2 separate regions of the Mus musculus genome follow, and region 1 is linked to region 2. Evidence: chromatin contacts called from public HiChIP or PLAC-seq data. All regions are on one chromosome and are shown on one strand. The core of a region is the stretch at or near the end of the contact, and the rest is flanking DNA. Distances in the headings are between cores, read along the strand shown. Region 1 overlaps Emilin2 (elastin microfibril interfacer 2). Region 2 overlaps Dlgap1 (DLG associated protein 1).

Region 1 (4,854 bases), core at 1,513-4,012, 550 kb after region 2:
AAGGAGTACTGGGGCGTTGAACTCAGGTCCTTGTGCGTGCTAAGCCAGCACTGCCGACTGATCCAGGTCCCAGCCTGTGACTTACTTTTCAGAATAAAATGGCAGTAAAATACATACAATATAACATTTAGCACCTTAGCATTTACTTATATATCTATATATTTATTAGTTCGGATTCAAACCCAGAACACTGTATATCCTAGTAAATGTCCCACCTCTGACCCCACCCAGCCCATCGTGACCATTATCATAGGATCAGGTCTGTAGGTCTGTGGGTGACGTTAATCTCCCTAACTTCCCAAATGAAAACCCTATAGTCACCGAACACGTACTCCCTGACACGTCTAACCTCTGTGGTTCATCACTTCCTCTGAGAATTCAATGGCTCCCGGTGCCTCGTGAACACACCATTAAAGCACTTGTCTTTTCATCTAGCCCTTTTCACACCCTAGCGGGTCTTGCATGTTGCAGGGCGTGTCTGAATTTCCTTCCCGTTTTACAAGCAATTCACTTCAACAAACTTGGTCTCCTTGAGAAACTGACAAGACGGTAGACTAATTTTTTAGGAACCACAGACATGCTTTTCCTATTTTTTGTGGGATTTTTTTTTTTTTTTTTGTCAGTGAATGACTAAATAAATGTACTTTTTCTGTTTATTGACCCTCTGCCAAAAACAAATGCAGTCAGGCAGTGAGGGCCATGGAGTTGAAAGTGATTTCAACACTGAAATGTTGGAATTTTTTTTTCTTTTTGGTTTTTCAAGACAGGGTTTCTCTGTGTAGCCCCAGCTGTCCTGGAACTCACTCTGTAGAGCAGGCTGGCCTCGAACTCAGAAATCCTCCTGCCTCTGCCTCCCAAGTGCTGGGATTAAAGGCGTGCACCACCACTGCCCGGCAAAATGCTGGAATTTTAAAATACTTCCCACTTGAATCTCGTGTCTGACTGAAAGTCAAAATGGTCATTTTACACATGGCCATCTCTAAACGTGGTCTATGCAACGTCAGGAGATGGACTCCGGTCCCTAGATCCCTCTTATGGCTCCATTCCAAGCCAAGGTCCTCCTTACAGCTTAAAACACAAACTCAGAGTCCACCTTCCCATCCTTTTCTGCTGCATCACACAGTTTTAATTGGATCACCACATGGAGAATCTGGCCTGGAGACAAAGAAGTGTGAAACATGTAGCTCGGCTCTTTAGGAAAATTCCCCTAAACTTTAAAAAGCCAGAATGCTTAGGCCATGACTTTTTTTTTTTTTTTAATCTGAAATGACTATATGAATCTAAACGTCAGGTTAATGAGTCTTGATTAAAGTTGTTACAAGGTAACAGATCCTAGATCAAAGCAATGCGTTCAGAATGAAAACACCCTTCCAGAAAGGGCGTTCTGGTTCTTGGAATGGGGAGACAGTTGTTGGGGGAGAGCCTGATTATAAGTTGATGGCTTTGTTATTTCCTCTTGAGTTAATTTCCTTACACACTTAGGGGCAAGTTAGGTTTCAAAACCCACTCAGTCTTTTGCCTTGATCATACAGAGTAATGAGTAGGTTTCCCCACACAATTTATAATTATCCTGGAGAAAAAAAAAAAAAGAAGTCTTCATTCCTAAAGAAAGGATTAAAGAAAACTCAGTGTCAAGCCCTCCCCAACTCAGCTACAGCAGATAATGGAGCTGTTATTCTTGGGTTAGCTCATGCATGGGACCTGCCTTCTGAGCAACTCAGTCGAGGTTATCTGGTGCTGGCCGCATCCAGCCCATCAACCATAGATTAAGGCTGTGTTCCAAGGAGGCCGCATTCTTAGCTCTGAGAAGTACATCCCCAGATCAAGTCACTGGGTGTTGGGAAAGAAAAGGGAGTCTGAGCGTGAGCCAGCTCACATGGTTTTAAATAAGAGCTCTCTATGGGAGGCCCATCTCTGTTGTAGGCTGTTCTTCCCATATGTACGGCTTCGGTTCTCATTCCTCTACTCTGTTTCCACATTCCTAGCAGCAGAAATCACAGAGAAACCAGCTCCCCTCCACTCCCTAATGAACTCATCCTTGTGTTCCCACAGTGTGGACCATGAGAACATCTGCTGGCCTGGGTCTGTGAGCCAGCCTTTCTTCTCAGAGCTACTGAAGAAGAATCTAATTTCTAGGTGTGTGTGTGTGTCTGTATGTCTGTGTGTGTCTGTGTGTGTCTGGGTATCTGTGTGTCTATGTGTGTGTGTGTTGTGCATCTGTGTGTCTGTATGTGCATAGGTGTCTGTGTGTCTGTGCCTGTATGTCTGTGTGTCTGTGTGTCTGTGCCTGTGTGTCTGTGTGTGTGTGTGTCTGTGTTTCTCTGTGTTTCTGTGTGTGTCTGTATGTGTATGTGTGTGTGTGTGAATTCATGTACACTAAAATGTATGTAGGTCAAAGGACAACTTGCACAAGGTGGTTCTCACTCTCCACCATGTAGGGTCCAGGTACCAAACTCTTCCCTCAGTGGCAATTACCTTCACCCACTAAGTCATCTTGACAACCTAAGACCTCTATTTTGATCACTCCCTTTCTTTTTGAATTGTCTGGACACTCCTACAAAACAAAACAAAACAAAACACTATAAGTCTACAGCTCTCCTTCACTCAGCTCAGAGGAGGCTTTGCAACCTCTGTCCTCCCGTTTCAAAGTTCAGTGCGCCTCCATTCATCTGCACTCCCAACCATGTTCTCAAACCACTTTGGAGTGGTGGATACTATACAAATTTGGCTGTGCCATCCAGCCACTAATTAACTCCAGGCCTTTCCACAAAGTCTCTGGACTGTGGCAAGCCTTTAGGCCACACCCATAACAAGATTGCAATCCCTCAGAAATGGAAAACGTAGAGACTGAAGAAACTTCTCCATGGATATAAGAAGAGGTTCTTCTGTTGTACCAACCCATGCTCACTTTAAAATCGTCATCATCTGAAACACAGGGACACTGTTCTCTAAGCTATGGTCACACTGGGGGAAGGATAAAAGCATCCGAAATAAGAAGTTTGCACCTATCTCCAGACACCAAACCCTGCTGCTTTGCTGATGCCAAGAAGTGCTTGCTGACAGGAGCCTGATATAGCTTTCCCCTGAGAGGCTCTGCCAGAGCCTGACAGATACAGATGCAGATGCTTGTAGCCAACCATTGGACTGAGCACAGGGTCCCCAACCGAGGAGTTAGGAAAATGACTGAAGGAGCTGAAGGGGTTTGCAACCTCATAGGAAGAACAACATTATCAACTGACCAGACACCCCCAGAGCTCCCAGGGACTAAACCACCAACCAAAGACCCATGGCTCCAGCTGCATGTGTAGCAGAGGCTGGCCTTATCTGACATCAATGGGAAGGGAGGCTCTTAGTCCTGTGAAGGCTAGATACCCCAGTATAGGGGAATGCTAGGATGGTGAGGCAGGAGTGCATGGGTGCGTGGGGGAGCACCTTCATAGAAGCAGGGGTAGAGAGGATATGATAGAGGGTTCCCGGTGGAGAAACCGGGAAAGGGATAACAGTTGAAATGTAAATAAATAAAATATTCAATTAAAAAAAAAGTTTGCACCTCTTACAGCCTCGGAGTCCTTGAATAACACAGTGATGGAAGCCATTCTCACTCACCGGTGCTCTGCTAAGAGAGCAGGCTTTCTCTATTGGAAGAATGCTGCCATTGCCCAACCCCCACGCCAAGTTCTAAATATGTAACAAGCATTAAGAGTGGAGGGCACTGCTCACCAAGATAAAGAAAGAATTGGGGCTAGGAAAATAGTTGGGTCAGTAAAGTACTGGACATGCAAGAGTGAAGGCCCCAAGCTCAGATTTCCAGCACCCAGATTATTAAAAATCTGGTGTTATAGCACACACCTCTAATCCCAGTGCTATGAAACCCAAGATATGGGGATTTCTGAGGATTGCTGGCCTGTCTATCCAATCAAGTTCAATGAAAGGCTCTCTATGTTTTTTTAAAAGTAGAAAACAATAGAAGAGTAATCTCTAAGATCTATCCACCTTTGGCCATAACATATATGTGTACCCACGGTCATGTGAACACATGGGCACATAGACCTACACACACATATTAAAAAGTATAATTGTACATAAGCTCTTAGTGGGACAGGAGATGGGGAGGCCCCATGGCAAAAACAGGAAGTAAAGAATGCTTTCCCCAAGATTTACTGCAGCGTGACATCGAAGTCCAAGAATGTATATACGTTGTACATCATTGGTGTTCTAATCTTCAAACCGTCACTCTAGTGTGGACTCACAGGACTAGATTTTTGTTAGAGACTTAGAAGGCATGGGGACCCATCTCTAAGCCAACCCATTGTGGTTCTGAGAACAACCAAGAACCCAGGAGGCTCAACACACCATGAAGCTGTTCCAATTAACACTATACCTGATGATTGAAAGCCAAACAGCCAAGAGCAACCAAGACAACTGTCACCACAAACATAAACTGAGACTCGTATTTACCCCTCTTGTGTCTCCCAGATATGAAAAGCATTAGATAATAATAGCTGACAGAGCTTCTATACAGCAGATTTGCTGTGCAAGTAAACACGCTTGCTATAAAATCTTAAGTACAGGTTCCTTCCATAATAACGGATTCAGTTGATCACATGATGATGTTAAGTCCCAGGTCTCCAGTGCTGAGCAAGGCGAACAGGCAAAGTGTCTTGTGCTAAAACCAGTGTTGGAAGCTCAGTGTAGTGATACACGCCCGTGATCCCAGCACGGGGTAGACAGGGAATGGAGAGTTCTTGGTTAGCATGGGCTTCCATAGTGAGACACTGTCCAATGTGTACACGCTAAAAGTCAAGCTGTAACCACGACGTCATCCTAAAGCTGCTCCCTCCCTTGCAAGGACGC
Region 2 (4,977 bases), core at 194-2,693:
CCTACCTAGTGTCCCTAATAAATATTAGAAGCCTCTACCATAACGAGCTTAAAGCCAGACACTTTCTACTGCGAAGGCTTAACCAAACCTAATCGCCTGGAACACAGTTTGTCTCTGTCGGCAATGACTGACTTGGAGGCTTTGCTTCTCCGTGGAGCAGAGAGCAGATCGTTGAAGGTCGCTGTCCTGAAGAAGCTGGCGCACAGGAAGCAGTGAGCGTCACCTGGGCCAAGTGCCTCAGCTGGAACACCACTTCTTTCCACCATTCCCCAGCCACTCCACCCAACACACTCACAAGCACATACCCACCAACCAATGGTAGACACTGCAAAAGAAAACGCCACTCAGCTGCACAAGAGCAAATTGGTGGAGCATGGTAGCTCCTTGTACAATATATGTTTATACATATGTGTGTTTATATATATACATATATATGTATATTAGAGAGAGAGAGAACAGACAGGCTCAGAACACACTATATAACCATGAACTTATTTTGATCCTCCTGCTCAGCTTCTTAAATGGTGATATTACAGGCAGGAGCTATGATGCCCAGCCTGAAGAGACGTTAGTAGTCATAAATTGGATGAGCATGTGATAATGGGGTGCTGTACAACTAAGCAGCAGGGTATGGAGCTCTCTGCTCGGGAGACAGGGATGAGAACTGGGACTTCCCACAGACATTACCTCATGGTCTCAGCAGGGGGAGCAGAGGCGCTTTGCCCACACTTCACAGCCAGAGGCTCCTGGCTGGTTTTCCCTTTTGTGCTGTGAGTGGTAGGTGGAGTTTCCTTCTGTGAGCATCCCCGAGGACCATTTGTTTTGGCTTTTAGAACAGGAAGGGGGCACGGGGTGCGGGGAAAGCTACATGTGTGGGAGGGAATTTATGTTTCTTAGTAGTTGAATTCTTTTTCTCCTGAGGTAACCTGGGGTGAGGTGACCCATCTCTCCCTCTAGTTAAGGTAGTGACCCTCAATCTTCGTAAAGCGTCCACCCTTTAAAACAGTTCCTCGTGTTGCTGTGGCTCCCAACCCAAAGATTATTTCTGTTGCTACTTTGTAACTGTGAATTTGCTACTGTGATGAATCATGATGTAAACATCTGTTTTCCTACTTCTTATTCTAACCCCAAAGGGATCTCGACACACATGTTGGGAACCACTGAGTTAGAGGAATCGGAAACGTGCAGGAAAACTCCTTTATACCTGTTAGTCCCCTCTGATCTCTAACTGTGGATGAGATGACGCCTAAGGCGTAAAAGTTCTTCAGGGAAAAATGGATGGGCTTGTAGAACAGAGGAGGTAGCCCGTGAGAGGTGGATGGTGAGTATCCTGCAAAAATGGCCTTATAGCTCAGGAAATATGACGCAGCAGGATAGAACCTGCCAGGTGGGCAGAGCAGTCAACTTTGAAATCCCAGAGGCCAGCCCAGCCCTTCCGGTTTCCTGGAATGCTGTCCTTGTCACGTGGTGGTTGAGGAAAAACCCTGCAACAGCAACAGGGAAGCTGGAGTGACCCTCGTCCGCCACTAGGGGGCAGAGAAGCCGAGTGACTCGTATAAAGATACACATGCCAGGCTGAACCACCCCCCACCCCCCATCCCCACCCCGAGTCAAGGACTCACAGCCGGTATAGGCTGGCTCGCATAGCACAAGAGCCCACTGTCTCGCGGCCCAAAGCTGACGCCCTACCACTCAGACCAACAGTTGTGTGTCATGAGGAAGGTGGGACAGAGGTGACTCAGGGAAAAGCTGTTTTCCCCAACCCTGGCATTCGGTTAATCTCATTTCAAACCCTGTCACTCACCCAGAAAGACTGCTCAGCCTGCCTTACTTCCGCTGCTGGAGCCCTGGAATGTGGCAGCAGCAGCTGTCAGGGTGATGTGGAGGCCCAGCTGGGGTGGAGAGAGGAAAGGTACCACCCAAGGGTCGTCAGAGGATTGGAAGCAGTGAGGAGACCCATCCATCACTCAGTCGGGTCCAGCGCCACCCCACCTTACTGAGAAAGCTGCAGAAGGTGGAAGCCACCTCAACCCTATTTTTCTTCACGTGATAGAATGGAGACCGGGGCCTTTCGCATGCTAAGCAAGCATATAGACTGCATTGCCAGCCCTGATGTATTTTAGGTGCTGCTAATACTGAGTTTCTTCGCCGGGCGTGGTGGCGCTCCCAGCAGAGGCAGGCAAGGCCAGCCTGGTCTACAGAGTGAGTTCCAGGACAGCCAGGGCTACAAAGAGAAACCCTGTCTCAAAAAAACAAAAACAAAACAAAAAAATACTGAGTTTCTTCATGGATGTGTGAACAGAAGAGTCTCTAGGGTTGGGAGGTGTGACTCCTCCGTAGTAGAGCATTTGCCCAGCATGTGCAAGGTTTTCGGAGCTCAGCATCACAGAAAAGATAAAGGGAGGGGAAGAGAGAGAGAGAGAGGTTCCTTATGTATATGAAAGTATGCATCTATAGGGATCATGAATGCAAACAAAGCTTGGGAAATAAGGACTGATGTCAGCAGATATAAACAAGAAGACTCGTAACTGTGGCTTCTTATGTGGTGTTAGCCTTTCCTGTACACGGTCTTTGTTTAAACCTCAAGATTCCATCAGGGCAGCACCTTCAACACTGACATCGGGCAGTTGAGAGCCCATGCGCCTCTGATTACCCAGCTGACTTGATGCAGCTAGTTAGTGCCAACATTCTAATCAGTGTCTGTGTGATTCAAGCTGGGCTGGAGGAATGACCTCATGTGTGTGCTGGAAGTGAGTGTGTGGGCTGGAGAGATGGCTCAGCGGTTAAGAGCAGCACTGACTGCTCTTCCAGAGGTCCTGAGTTCAATTCCCAGAAACCACACGATGGCTCACAACCATCTGTCATGGGATCCAATGCCCTCTTCTGGGGTGTCTGAGGACAGCGACAGTGTACTCATATACATAAAATAAATAAATAATTCTTTAAAAGAAAAAGTGGGTGTGTAATATTTCCAACCAGCCAGGGAAGGGTTGCTGCAGGCAACAGGGAGAGGGAAAAGTCGAGAGTGAATGTATCCCTTCTGCCTGACCATATATAAACATACTTAATTTATATCGATGAATCTGTAGATATGATGTGTATTTATTATTAGCCTATATTTGTGCACATGTGTACTTGTGTATGTATATAGATATACAGATGGATGGATGGATAGATGGACAAGTGGGTGTAACTAAAGTAATCCAGTCACAGAAGGGGACAGATAATGTTACAGTAAAAAAAAAAAAAAAAAAAAAAAATCTTTGTAAAGGGAATAGAATCTATAGACTGCGTAATAATCCAACCTTCCAACTGGGCCAGATCCTTCACTGGGCCAAAGGAGCATCCCTAGGAAAGCAGCCTCACCTTAAACCACGCTAGAGAGAGAGGTCGAATAATTAGTCCTTTAATAAGATGCTGTGCTTTTCTCTCCAGAGTCCCCACCCCTAGGGCAGTAGCTTGCTGGCCACAGGGCTGCAGCATCTCAGGCTTATAGCTTGTAACCCTTCTGAATTATTTGGGAAATTCTACCTCTTCTCTCTCTCTCTCTCTCTCTTTGCTTTTTGGGTTTTTTTGTTTTTGTTTTTGTTTTTGTTTTTGTTTTTGTCGAGACAGGGTTTCTCTGTATAGCCCTGGCTGTCCTGGAACTCACTCTGTAGACCAAGCTGGCCTCGAACTCAGAAATCTGCCTGCCTTAGCCTCCCAAGTGCTGGGATTAAAGGCGTGCGCGACCACCGCCTGGCTGAATCCATTCTTAAATTCTTTTATTAATGAGACTAAGAACCCCCAAGTGGGGTCCCCAATTTCCCCTGTATCAACACGATATGATTCTGTGTATGTGAAGAACCTAGAGTAACCAAATGCATAGACCAGAGGAGAATAGTCATTGTCAGGGACTGAAGAGAAGAAAAATGAGGAAAGGTTCATCTACCTGTTGATTTATGCTGGGGACTGAATCCAAGGCCTCACAGACTGACTCTACTACTGAGCTACATCCTAAGCCTAAGTCGTGTTAATAGATACACAATTTTGGTTTTCCAATGAAGAAAGTTCTGGAAAGAGATAGTGATGGATGAACGACAGTGTAGATGTACTTAAGACATAACTGACCTGCACAATTCCAAATGGCTAATGTTGTAAGCCTCATGTTATGTATAGCGTTTTTTTTTTTTAAAAAAAGATACTGGAAGATAACCTTGTAATAAAAGAAATATACACCGGGCAGTGGTGGCACACGCCTTTAATCCCAGCACTCGGGAGGCAGAGGCAGGCGGATTTCTGAGTTCGAGGCCAGCCTGGTCTACAGAGTGAGTTCCAGGACAGCCACAGCTATACAGAGAAACCCTGTCTCAAAAAACAAAATAAACAAACAAACAAAAAGATCTAATGGGGGTGGGGGGGAATCTAGGCTAAACAAATATAACAGTCTAGGGGATTCAGATGAAGCCTGGCCCTACAGGTAGTAAAAGATTATCAGGTCATACCCTACATCTATTCCCAGCATTCCCGGGGGTAAAGAGCTACTTCCTGTGAAGAGGCATGTTCAGTTTTTCCTGCTTTCCCTGCCACTTGTCTGTGTGCACAAGGACCTCTTACCCTTTACAGGTGTCACAGTGCAGAGGGACCAGCAGAGCCTATAGGAAATAACACACTGCTATCTCAGGGACAGTGGTGGGTGCCGTGGTGGGTGCGGCTTACTCCTCCTTCCATATTAGATTTGTTTCTCCAACCAAACAAACTGATAGAAACACACAAAGAGAGACACAGGGAGACACTATCACACAGAGAGACACATCATGGAAACAACCAGGGATGGCCACCATACATACACATGAACAGACCAGGGAAGTCCAGTGACAGCTCACAGGGATCCTGGACATGGGATCTACAGTCACATCTGACCTCCCCTAGCCAAATAGTACCTCCTACACAGCAAACTTACCTTTAGAGATGTGCAGACCAGCTGACTTGTGTCGG

What was found. HiChIP or PLAC-seq counts read pairs in DNA pulled down with a chosen protein or histone mark.
Region 1: a CTCF HiChIP or PLAC-seq map of the NIH/3T3 cell line shows a contact between it and region 2, with 5 read pairs. The contact joins two enhancer-like sites.

The regions. Positions count from the first base shown.
Region 1 is chr17:71,287,954-71,292,807 of GRCm38.p6, forward strand. All of the region lies in intron 2 of Emilin2 (elastin microfibril interfacer 2), which reads right to left. Among named protein-coding and RNA genes, the nearest start is that of Emilin2, 21 kb to the right of the region's middle. Within about 2 kb of position 2,763, at least 38 of the 459 cell types and tissues checked have an H3K27ac peak or open chromatin away from gene starts, as enhancers often do. A contact at or near this core is called in the NIH/3T3 cell line, where this site is marked.
Region 2 is chr17:70,736,883-70,741,859 of GRCm38.p6, forward strand. All of the region lies in intron 6 of Dlgap1 (DLG associated protein 1), which reads left to right. Among named protein-coding and RNA genes, the nearest start is that of Gm36746, 22 kb to the left of the region's middle. Within about 2 kb of position 1,444, at least 213 of the 459 cell types and tissues checked have an H3K27ac peak or open chromatin away from gene starts, as enhancers often do. A contact at or near this core is called in the NIH/3T3 cell line, where this site is marked.